Linked DNA regions of Sus scrofa: all the other regions are linked to region 3. Evidence: chromatin contacts called from public HiChIP or PLAC-seq and promoter capture Hi-C data. All regions are on one chromosome and are shown on one strand. Each heading gives the region's core, a stretch centred on a gene start, on an enhancer-like site or on the middle of the called end of the contact. The rest is flanking DNA. Distances are from core to core; before and after follow the strand shown.

Region 1 (2,700 bases), core at 108-2,607, 250 kb before region 3:
ATTCTACCCCTAGCCTGGGAATTTCCCTATGCCACAGGTGCAGCCCTAAAAAAGCAAAATAAGATAAAAATCTGTAACTATGTGCAGTAATAGATACACTAAACACACAAATATCCAATCATTATGTTCCACATGAGACTAATATGTCAATTACACCTCAGTTTGGGGGAAAAAAAAGACGCAAAATGTTAAACAGAGCAAAGGAATAAAATAGTGAGAATAAGGGACAATTCTAATGGCCAGAGAAGAGTTCTCTAAGAGATGTATCTGAACTGAAACCTACATGAGGAGGCAGCTCTGAGGTAAGGATTCCAAGCAGAACAGGAAATGCAAAAGTCCTGAGTTGAGAACCAGCTTGGTCTGTTCAAGTAACAGAAAGAATAGACAGGGAAGCTGAAGTACAGAGGGCAGAGTAGGTGAGATAGAGCAGGAGAGCTATATATTTGACCTCCTAGGCCGTGGGAAGGAATGTTAATTTAAGCACTTTGGAGAAATTTAAGCAGAGGAACGATATGCACTCAAAGCTGGAAACAGCCCTGTGCTGTACCTGTAATAAAACTCTAAAAATGGCAGCTTTGCAAACAGAAAGAGGCACTGCTTAAAAAGGCGCCACTCCCACTTACCAAGAAAGTCTCCCATTTTCGGGGGCGATTAAGAGAACCTTGCTGATATACCCAAAAGGAAAGATCAATCTCAGATGTGGGACGAAAGTCTAAAACTAGAACTGGGCTTCTTTGAGCCTTGGCGAGCGAAGAAATGTCCTTCGAAAAGGGGTAGGGAAGGGAGGAGTTAGCCCAACGATGTGACAGGCGCAATGCCCGGCGACAGGTGCCTCAGAAAACCTCTGCTCCTAACTTTCGGGGAACGCTCGCCAGGGTCGTCCTCAGAGCCTCCGCCTCCCATATCTAGAAAGCGCCGCTCGCCGAATCCCCCACAGGGAGCTCATCCCAGTGCCTGGTCTACCGCTGGGACCTAGTAAACTCAACTAGCGTTCCTAAGTCGGCTCTGCCCAGCGAGACCCTCGCTGACCCCGGAACGTCAGCTGAAGCCCGCAGCCGCTTCTTCCCGCCAGTCTCCGGACCCCTCAGCCCCCGCTCCCAAACCCGCACCGCTTTCTCCTCAGCCCCAGGCCGCTCCCCGCCTCAACTCACGGGTTGTTATTACTCATTGTGAGTAACAAGCTGCTAAGGAGCCGCACATTGGAGTGCAGCCCCGCGGCCGCCATGTCTCGCACGTGGTCTATCACATTCATTCCGCCCAGCCAGGCCGCGGGGAGCGGCGGCACCAGCGCTTAAAGCCGGTAGACGCTCCTTAGAGAAGACTCCAAAATGGCGGCCCCGCCGGGGTCCATCGGATCCAAACGAGGCACCGCCCCCAAGATAATAGGCAGCTACTGAAATGCCTGAAAAAAAGCAAACAAACAAACCTCAATTCCTTCCCCGCCATGCCTCGTGTGAAGCGGTACAATTTGGTTTTTGGGGTTTTTGTTTTTAGTAAGAGTTACACCAGCCTTCTGAACTGCAGTCTTTATTGAGGGTTTACAGTTGGCTGCAGACAAAAGACACCTCAGAATGTATACATGCTCAATTGAAATGCGTCTGAGAGGAATTTGTGTTTCATAAATTAATAAAAAGTGTTTAACATCATAAAAGTTATTTGTAGGTGGGGGAGGAATTCCTAACAGCTGGAATTAAATATTTCAATCAGGCGCCAGGGGCAGCACTGGCTGCCACAGGAGCTCTAGGCAAAAAGTGCCACGCCCCCCCTCAGGTGTTATGGGCACCTGCAGGCGGCTTTACTTTTTTGATTGAAGTATAATTGATTTATAATTTCCGTTAATTTCTTCTGTACGGCAAAGTGATTCAGTTGTACTTACATACATTCTTTTGATTCAGTTGTACTTACATACATTCTTTTTCATATTTTCCATTATGGTTTATCACAGGATATTGACTGCAGTTCCCCGTGCTCTGCAGTTCCCTGTGCTTGTTAATCTATCCTACATATAAGAGTTTGCATCTGCTAACCCCAAACCTCCAATACTTCCCTCCCTCACTCCCCTCCCCCTTGGCAACCACAAGTCTGTTGTCTATGTCTGAGTCTGTTTCATATATATGTTCATTTGTGTTGTATTTTAGATTCCACATATAAGTGATATCACATGATGTTGACTTTCTTCTTCTGACTGACTTTTCCTTAATAATCGCTAGGTCCATCATGTTGCTGCAAATGGCATTATTTCATTATTTTTTATGGTTGGGTAGTAGTCCGTTTTATGTATGTATACATACCATATCTTCTTTATCCATTCATCTGTTGATGGACATTTAGATTGTTTCCATCCATGTCTTGTGAATAGTGCTGCTATGAACATAGTGGTAATTGTATCTTTTTGCACTGTAGTTTTATCTGGATATATGCCCAAGAGTGGGATTGCTGGATCATAAGGCAATTCTATTGTTAGTTTTTTGACGAATCTCCATACTTCATTTTCCATAGTGGCTGCACCTATTTACACTCCCACCAACAGTGTAGAAGAGTTCCTTTTTCTCCAGCATTTGTCGCAGCATATGGAGTATCCCAGGCCAGGGATTGAATCTAAGCCTCCATAGCAACCTGAGCCATTGCAGTTAGAGTCTTTTGTTTGTTTGTTTAACGTTTTTTGGCTGAACCCAAGGTAAGTGAAAGTTCCTGGGCCAA
Region 2 (2,700 bases), core at 182-2,681, 170 kb before region 3:
ACTAACGCTAAATTCTGCCCAGTTCTATTTCACATGAAACGTGATGTTCCAGGACAACTACCCTGAAAATCTGTTCGTCTTTCAAAAAAAACTTCAGAAACACGAATATGTAAATCATGTCAAGAAATTTCGTCTTCTCTCAGGAACAACTGCTTCAAAATTACTGTAAACTAGACTACTCTAATTTGGAGTCTGTTTGGAAGCAAAAATCAAAAGTGGGATTAAAGTCTTTAACATATATAAATCTTTGGTTGTGATGTCTAAAAGCCTCAGCCACGTTAAAGGCTGTTTGTCGTGGAATCATAATCTTAAAAATGCAATGGATGTTCATTAGAAAGAGAAGTCCTTTTTAATCAACACAAATACCACGATCATTACAACGCCTTTTGAAATTGTTCTTAAATTTTCAGGGAGGTTAAGGGCACTTTGAAAGTCTGATAGCAGCTATTAGCCCTCTCCAACAGATGTTTCTGAGTAGGGGTAGCGATCTATTGGGGATGAGGACGTGACGGGCTGGCCTTGGAGCAGGCTGGGGGAATGGATGGATGGATGGATGAATGAGGTAAAGCTTCTCAAACTTCTCTGTGCAGCTAACAATGGGCCTTTAACCACAAAAACGTATGTACTTACAAAATTCCCCAAACCATTTCAAGGAATTCGAAAACCATTAAGGAATCCTCCTCTTAATTTAGGGTCACAACATTCTAAGAAAACAAGTAGTCCCAGCAACTCTAAAAGCCAAATCCAGTTCTTTGAGGGCACACTGTCACATTTCAATGGCAGGTGCAAGTTTTTTCAGGGGCGAAGGAGGTAATTTTTATTCCTTTTCCCTGGAAGCCAAACTAAAATGGACATGGCATTCTGCTCGCTTCTTCCCGTTTTATATCCGCGAAGCCAGCCTTCGCCACATGGGGGTGGTAACCGGTACACGCCAATCCGCGGGAGGTGCTTTTTGCGGGAAAGGAGCAAGGAAACGTCTGGAAACGGAAGGGGTAATCCGCGCTCCTTTCTCGGGGACGCTCAGGCACAGGCCCAAAGGCCTCTCCCGGCTCCCGCGTGTGAGTCTCGTGACAGAGTAGCAGCTGAGGGGGGCCCTTTTCCCCCTTGGACGTCCTCCGGCCCCTAGGGCTAGGGTGCGAGGCCAGGGCTGGCCGCACCCAGAGGTGGCCGCTCTCCCTCCTCCTTTGACTTTCCCCAGGCCCGGCCCCGGACGCGCCCGCCATGGCCTCCCGGATCGCCCAAGCCCTCGCCCACAGACTCCGAGCGGTCCTAACGACGCAGCGCCCCAACCGAGAGCCAGCCCCCGGTCGCGCCAGCTGCCATCCTCACCATCCTGTCACTGGGCTCCGCTCAGTCACCACAACCGCCGCCGCCCTCTCTTCCTCGGACTCCTCAGGGACCCGCCCACCTCGCTCACAACCAATGAAAAAAGAGGTCGGCAAGAGACTGCCCTACGGAGGCTCGCACAGGCCCTTCCCCACCGTAAAGCGAAGTTGTTCTTAGGTAAATACTGGAGCGAGGGCGAGATCGCGAAGTTTCGGAAAGCGCGCGGTCAACATACGGGCACCTGGGGCCCTCGAGCTGAGGCGCACAGTGCGTCCTGACTCTTCAGAGCGTGCAGACATGCTGAAGTGTGGGCTGAGCGGCAGTCAGGTGAAAGGTGGGAAGGCCTTTCTTGCCTTCCTGTGTAGAAAAGAGCCTGTGGTCATGGGGATGTTTACACCATCGTTTCATTTCTTATCCTTGGACTTTATGCCTAAGGGCTGAGGACACGAGGCCTGGCCACAGCCAGCACGCATCCTCCCAGGGTCCCGTTAGCTTCTGAGGGAAGACTGTAGGCCCATCCGCTTTTATTTATGCATAATATTTATAGCCATAGGTATCCTTGAAGTGAAGTTGTGGTCATCAGGACAGATATTGGAATGGCAAGCCTCAAACTCGAGATGATAAGGACTTTGTGGGAAGTTGGGAAAAATAATGCTTGGGCAGTTAAAATATTTTAGTGCCACGACGAAAGCATAAACCTGATTTCTACTCCAGATTCTACTTTTTTTTTTTGGTCTTTTTAGGGCCGCACGTGCAACATATGGAAGCTCCCAGGATAGGTGTCAAATGGGAGCTCCAGCTGCCGTCCTACACCACAGCCATAGGAACCCTGGATCCTTAACCCACTGAGCGAGGCCAGGAATTGAACCTAGGTCCTCATGGATACTAGTCAGATTTGTTTTCGCTGAGCCAGGATGGGAACTCCTATGATTTTTTTAATGTATGACCTGGAACAAGCCACTGAATCATCTCAGTGCACAGTTTCCTCATCTGTAAAATAAGAAATAACAGCATCTTCTTTATAAGTTTGCTGTAGGAATGAAATGCATGTAAAAAACTCAGTAATAAATGGGAATGTACAGGAACTATTGTTTATTATAGATGGTACTTTAAACAAGTTACTCTAGAAGGTCTCTAGGAAAGTAATGGTCTCCTACAGATAGTAACCTGAAAATGATCATTGAAAGGCATCTTGTACTGTGGCTGACTTCATCTGTGTTGAGGACATCTATGGAACCATATTAATTAATGGGAGAGGGAAGCACAAGCCTTCCACTGTTGCATGTTCTTAGAGTTCTAGAAAGTTCCCTATTGCAGTGTGTATCTCAGTTCTCAATAAGTAATTATTTGTATGGTGTTTAGTTTTGTTTTTCC
Region 3 (2,700 bases), core at 80-2,579:
CACCTCTTACCCAGGCTAAGGCTTTGCTACCCTGGAGGTTCCTCCTGCAGGGATGAGCAGGCTGGCTCACCTCAGCCTCCTCCCCTACTTCCAGCACTGCCTTCTCCCTGTGGTTCCCCCAGGGGTGCAGGATGGGGCAGGGCAGGCTCGATGAATGAGCGCAAGAAGGGGGTCACACCCACCTGGGCGAGTTCTGGCTCTGCCTCCTTAGGGCTGTGTGTGTGACCCTGGCGAGTAGCTTGGGCTCTGAGTCTTGGTTTCTTCACCTGTAAGAGGGAGACGAGGATGGTACCTACCTCACCTGTTGCGGCTGCTACACAGCATGGGATGAAGTGAAACCTGGGCCAGGTAAGCACGCCATGCAAAAGGGTAGTTCTTATCAACACCCCCGTTTTAGAGGGGAGAAAGTAGAGGGGGGTTCCCCCATCAGGCTCAGTGCGAGCTGTCTCCTGCCCGCCCTCTCCGCTGGACTCTAGTGCCCCTGGGCCAGGCAGGGGGCCCCGGGCTATCACCGCCCGCCAGCGTGGGCCCAAGCTGGGATACGCTGGAGCCAAGGACAACCGGGGCCGCCTGGGATCCGGGGTGCCCGGCAGGCTCCGGCTGGGAGCACTCGGAGAAGGGCAGCGCGCCCCAGACCGGCCCCGGAGCACTTACCCTGCGCCCGGCCCGCCCGCGGCCACCGCAGCAACTGCGAGCTGGGCGCCCGCCCCGCCGCCCCGCCGCCCCGCCCGCCACTTCCTCCCGCCCCCTCCCGGCTGGCCGCCCTCTAACTCGGTCGGCGACTGGTCTCGGGCTCTGGCTCGTGTCTCGACCCCTTGCCCTCGTTGCTGCTTGTCTGTCAGTCTGCCTGTTGATCTCTGGCTTCCCCCGACCCGGCCCCCTTCCGCTCCGCAGGCCCCAGCCTGAACTAGACCTCCAGCAGTCGGGCAGATGGACAAAGGTCTCACGGGTGGAAGCCAATCGCGAATCACGAGAATCCGGGCTCAGGCGACCCTAAGGGAAGGGGTTGGAGGAGGGAACCACTTCCTTCCTCCAAGGGGATGTATTGGCGGCGGGTCCCTCCTCCCCACCCCACACTGGGACCGCAGGGCTGGCTCCTGATCCCCGCAACCCCCATCCCTGCCACCCCCGACCCCCACCCCCGGCCAACTCCTGATGACTTCAGGGTGGCCCTGGATGACCTTACTTGTCTTCTGCACAGTATCTGCACGCAGAGGGTGGAGGATGGGCAGAAGGCCTTAAAGGGGTGGCCAGCATGGAAGCTGTGAGGATGCCCCTGAGTGGGGTGGGGGATGAGATGAAGAGGGGCTGCCCCGCTGCAGGGCTGGTGTTGGCGCAAGGGAGGAGCCTTCCTGCCCGGAGGTGGAGCACACCCTTGCTCAGCCCCTAGGCCCAGCGGTAATGTCCCTTCCCCTGTGGGCCCTCCCTTGCCCAGGTGTCCCCAGCATTCTGTCCATGCCTTATTTCTGGCACTGTTCACACTGGAATCAGTTATTCCGTTAGCCTCCATCTTCCCGGAAAGACAATTCGAACCAGGCTTCCAAGGGCAGAAGCCATCTCTTTCTACACACCTCCTGCTTCTTCCGGTTTAGTTGGGGGTGGGGTGGGGGGTGGGGGTGGGGTGGGATCTCACCTCCTTGGAGTTGTATTCGTTTTCTGTGGCTGCTCTAACAAGTTACCACAACCCTAATGGCTTGACACAACACAAAAATAACACTTAAAACAACAAAGCAGAAGAGGCCAGAAGCCCAGGGCGTCTCAGAGGACTGAAATCAAGATGTTGGGAGGTCTGTGTTCCTTCTGGAGGTTCCAGGGGAACCTGTTCCTTGCCTTTTCCAGTTTCTAGAGATTGCCTTCATTCATCTGCTCCTGGAGAATCCCACTAACCCCTGCTTTCATCATCCCTCTCCTTCTCTATAGCGGACCCTTCTCCCTCCCTCTTAAAAGACCCTTGTGATTATATTGGACCCACCTGGATAATCCAGGTTACTCTCCCCATCACAAGATCCTGATTTAATCACACCCACTAAGTCCCTTTTGCCATGTAAGGTAGCATGTTCACAGGTTCTGAACATTCAGACTTGACTGTTTCTGGGGGCCTGGTATTCTGCCTACCACAGAGATATTGTTTCCATTAGCTTCTACTGCATTACTGCATGCCCTTCCCAATCCTGCCTCCTGCCTCCTGCTGGGTAGTGGGCTTTCTTAAGAACATTTCAGTCTGATCTGGCTTCTGAATCACATTTTGTTACTACAACAGTCCCATTCTGGTCCCTAAGGCATAGGCTAGTCCACTCTAAACGTCAACCTTATATTTTATTCAAAAGTCCCTTCCTCCCTTAGGGCCAGCTAGACAGAGTAGAGAGCAGGTGTAAACTGTTCTTCCTGGTTCCTCCCCTGTGTTCACTCCCTTAGGGCTGGGGAAGGGAAGCAGGTGAGGCAACAGATATCCCCTCACCTAACTGCCCACCTCAAAGCTGCAATCCTCTCTGCTGGTTTCTTGTTTTGTTTTTCCATTATAGTTGGTTTACAGTGTTCTGTCAGTTCCTACCATACAGCAAAGTGACCCAGTCCCACATATATAGTCATTCTTTTTCTCACATTTTCCTCCATCATGTTCCATCATAAGTGATTAGATATAGTTCCCTCTGCTATACAGCAGGATCTCATTGCTTATCCACTCCAAATGCAATAATTTGC
Region 4 (2,700 bases), core at 83-2,582, 190 kb before region 3:
TAGGTCGCAGATGCGGCTCACATTCTGTGTTGCTGTAGCTGTGGCTGTGGCTCTGATTCGACCCCTTGCCCGGGAACCTCCACATGCCGTGGGTGTGGCCCTAAAAAGACAAAAAAAAAAAAAAAAAAAAAAAAAAAAGGAAAAGAAAAAAGTGTTGAAGATGTACTAGCAACAAACTGATGATTTCACCTCAAAGCAAACTAACAAACAACCGAAAATCAAATTTCTCAATGTATGATTCAATCAATGTTCATTAATGCCAGGCCCATGTTTCTCCTAAAGTTGCCTCAAATACCAGAAGTCCACATCTCAAGCTCTGAGAAACAGTAATTAGCGAGACCCCGCCTAAGCTTTCTGGGTTAACGACAGGTACAGATTCTGCGGTTAGTCAAAATAGATTCAAATTCCCGCCGTCACTTACTAGCTGTGCGATCTTGGGCAAAAACTTAACCTTTCTGTATCTCATTTTCCTTGCCTGCAAAACGGGAATAATACACTTATCTTACACGGTTGTGGAAATGTTTTTTAGCACAGGACCTGGGGCTTAAGTATGCAATAAAGATTAGCAAATATCATTAACCCCCTTTCAAAACAACAACAAAAAGGAAACCGAAGCCCAGGCTACATAAGCGAGATGCCCAGGGTCTCAGGGCCCCCAACACACACAGCCATCAGTTCCTCCCTCTGGACCCAACCTTCCTTCCTTCCTTCCACGAACCTCGACTTTTCTCCCGCCAAATCCTCACCTTTCCGCTGCCAGCGGGGCCCATGACCAGCTGCGCATAGCGAGGCATGCTGGCTTCCCCGATTCCTGGCGCCGCCACTCACACAAAGTCTGAACACCACACTCCCTTCAGCCTTCGCGCGACGCCCCCTGAGTTCCGGGCACAAGACGTACAAACCAATCGCAATTCGAATTCTTCTTGCGCCTTCTGTTTTGCCACACCTCTGATTACGGAGCGTCCCGAAGGCCAAATCCCGCGTGAAACGCGTTCTGCGAAATGCCCGGGGAGGTTTTGCGCATGCGCAGAAGTATTTGGCGGACCTCCGGTTTAGAAACTGGCGAAGTCTGGTTACCTTGGTGATAACGGACAACTGATAACCCTCTGCATCCCTAAGCCGGGTGCTTTGGTCCTGGGTTTGCGTATTTATGTTTGACCTATATGGTGACCCTGAAGATCTGCAAATTTGCAGAGGGTCTGGAATACTAAGGTTGGAGGGCAACTTTCATTTTAGAGGGAAGGTACATTTCCTTTCCGTGACGCATCCCTTCCACAGAAAGATGCAAACGTACAAACGCGCAGTCAACTGAAGAATACCCGCCCCTCCCCCAACTTAACTCTAGGATCGTGGATCTGCCCTCCCCGCTCTCCCGAAGCTATTCGGGCACTGTCCGGATTGCATCGGAGGGGGCTAGAATCTGGCGTCCGCCTCTTCATCCCCAATATTGCCGGGTCTGACGCACGCGTGCCGACAGGGGAGGGGAAAGGGGAAAGCTTCTCCTGCACGCAGCTCGCGGGCCGGGCACCTGGGAGGAGATGCCTGGCCAGGGTCCAGTGTCTGACTGGACGGAGTGCAGTGCTTCCGCAGAGCCTTCCGCAGTGGCCAGGACCGAGGGTGCCTGCGGCGGGTGAGGTTGCCGGGCCCTGAGGGGTTTGGGAGGACGGCGACCAGCCCCTGCTCGTGATCCCCATGTAGAGGAGGGGGTGGGAACTGGTTGCTCTGAAGGACTGGTCCCCAGTGTCCTGAAGTGGGAGGAAAGGAGAACCTTTGCTATGGCCGAGATGGGAAATATGGAAGCCTACGCACAGTTTAGGGGAAGGGCTTCTGAGGGAAGCTTAGGAGGAGGGTTGGTGCAGTGACTGTCTAAACACAGTGACTGCGGCAATCGCCTGGGTGCCTCTCTGCCCCGAGGGGGCGCTACGAAATCTGCTGGAAAATTGGCCGTCTGGCCGTAGTATTTCTACAGAAAGGAGTTGGCTGGGGGCACCATGGGAATAGAGGCTCAAACGAGCGCTTCCAAATCAATAAATCTCTTACCTGTGTGTGACATTAGCCACCTTTATGTTAAACTGGGATTCATAATCTGCGACAGATGACTATGAATATTAGAGGCGCCTTGATTTTGACATTTTGTTTACTCAGTAACTCCTTTCTTCATAAATCCATTTCATTTCGAGGAGGTTTTTACTATTATTTCCTGGATGCTGAAGACAATTAGCTGCTGAAGTTACTTCCTCATCCCTTGCATCCATTATTCCCTAAAAGTGAGAGCTGCCCGGTATTCCTCTCAAGCCCACAGTCATGGCTCCTGTTGCACCCCATGGCTGTCTTAATATACTTGGTGGATTGACGAATTTTAAAGATGGGATAGGGTCATGTGTTTCTTTTCTATTTTTCACAGTGCTTGGTGAAAGTTTTCTTTTTTAAATTTTTTTATTATACTTGATTTACAATGTTCTGTCAATTTCTGCTGTACAGCAAAGTGACCCATATATATATATATATATATATTCTTTTTCTCAAGGTAAAGTGGTGAAGTTCTGGATCCTAGTATATCAGGGGATCAATGAACTCTTGGTCACTGAATAAGTTGCAGGAAGAGGAAAGGGAGAGTGTTTTGTCTTAATTTGAGAATAGAAAAAATGAACTTGTACAAAATTAGAAACATTGCAGACCATCCTATCACTTCCAGTACAC

Evidence for each region. Promoter capture Hi-C pulls out the DNA fragments that hold promoters and counts their contacts. HiChIP or PLAC-seq counts read pairs in DNA pulled down with a chosen protein or histone mark.
Region 1: a contact with region 3 is called in a promoter capture Hi-C map of fetal liver, with 2.4 times the contacts expected there. The contact joins the promoter of ANAPC7 here to the promoter of HVCN1 in region 3. A contact is called at or near these places in 1 of 5 promoter capture datasets (fetal liver) and 1 of 2 datasets of contacts at active chromatin or transcription factors (alveolar macrophages).
Region 2: a contact with region 3 is called in a promoter capture Hi-C map of liver, with 4 times the contacts expected there. The contact joins the promoter of VPS29 here to the promoter of HVCN1 in region 3. A contact is called at or near these places in 3 of 5 promoter capture datasets (fetal liver and liver) and 2 of 2 datasets of contacts at active chromatin or transcription factors (alveolar macrophages and skeletal muscle).
Region 4: a contact with region 3 is called in an H3K27ac HiChIP or PLAC-seq map of alveolar macrophages. The contact joins the promoter of FAM216A here to the promoter of HVCN1 in region 3. A contact is called at or near these places in 1 of 5 promoter capture datasets (liver) and 1 of 2 datasets of contacts at active chromatin or transcription factors (alveolar macrophages).

The regions. Positions count from the first base shown.
Region 1 is chr14:31,788,393-31,791,092 of Sscrofa11.1, forward strand. ANAPC7 (anaphase-promoting complex subunit 7) reads right to left here and starts at 1,358. Exons shown (of 14, transcript XM_021072834.1): 1 at 1,152-1,358. The coding sequence starts at 1,252.
Region 2 is chr14:31,868,183-31,870,882 of Sscrofa11.1, forward strand. It overlaps VPS29 (vacuolar protein sorting-associated protein 29), which reads right to left and starts at 1,432. Exons shown (of 4, transcript XM_003483426.4): 1 at 1,330-1,432. The coding sequence starts at 1,332. RAD9B (cell cycle checkpoint control protein RAD9B) reads left to right here and starts at 1,388. Exons shown (of 11, transcript XM_013982863.2): 1 at 1,388-1,503.
Region 3 is chr14:32,042,836-32,045,535 of Sscrofa11.1, forward strand. It overlaps HVCN1 (voltage-gated hydrogen channel 1), which reads right to left and starts at 1,330. Exons shown (of 8, transcript XM_021074359.1): 1 at 1,187-1,330; 2 at 183-266.
Region 4 is chr14:31,848,703-31,851,402 of Sscrofa11.1, forward strand. FAM216A (family with sequence similarity 216 member A) reads left to right here and starts at 1,333. Exons shown (of 7, transcript NM_001244441.1): 1 at 1,333-1,630. The coding sequence starts at 1,539. GPN3 (GPN-loop GTPase 3) reads right to left here and starts at 857. Exons shown (of 8, transcript NM_001243708.1): 1 at 747-857. The coding sequence starts at 794.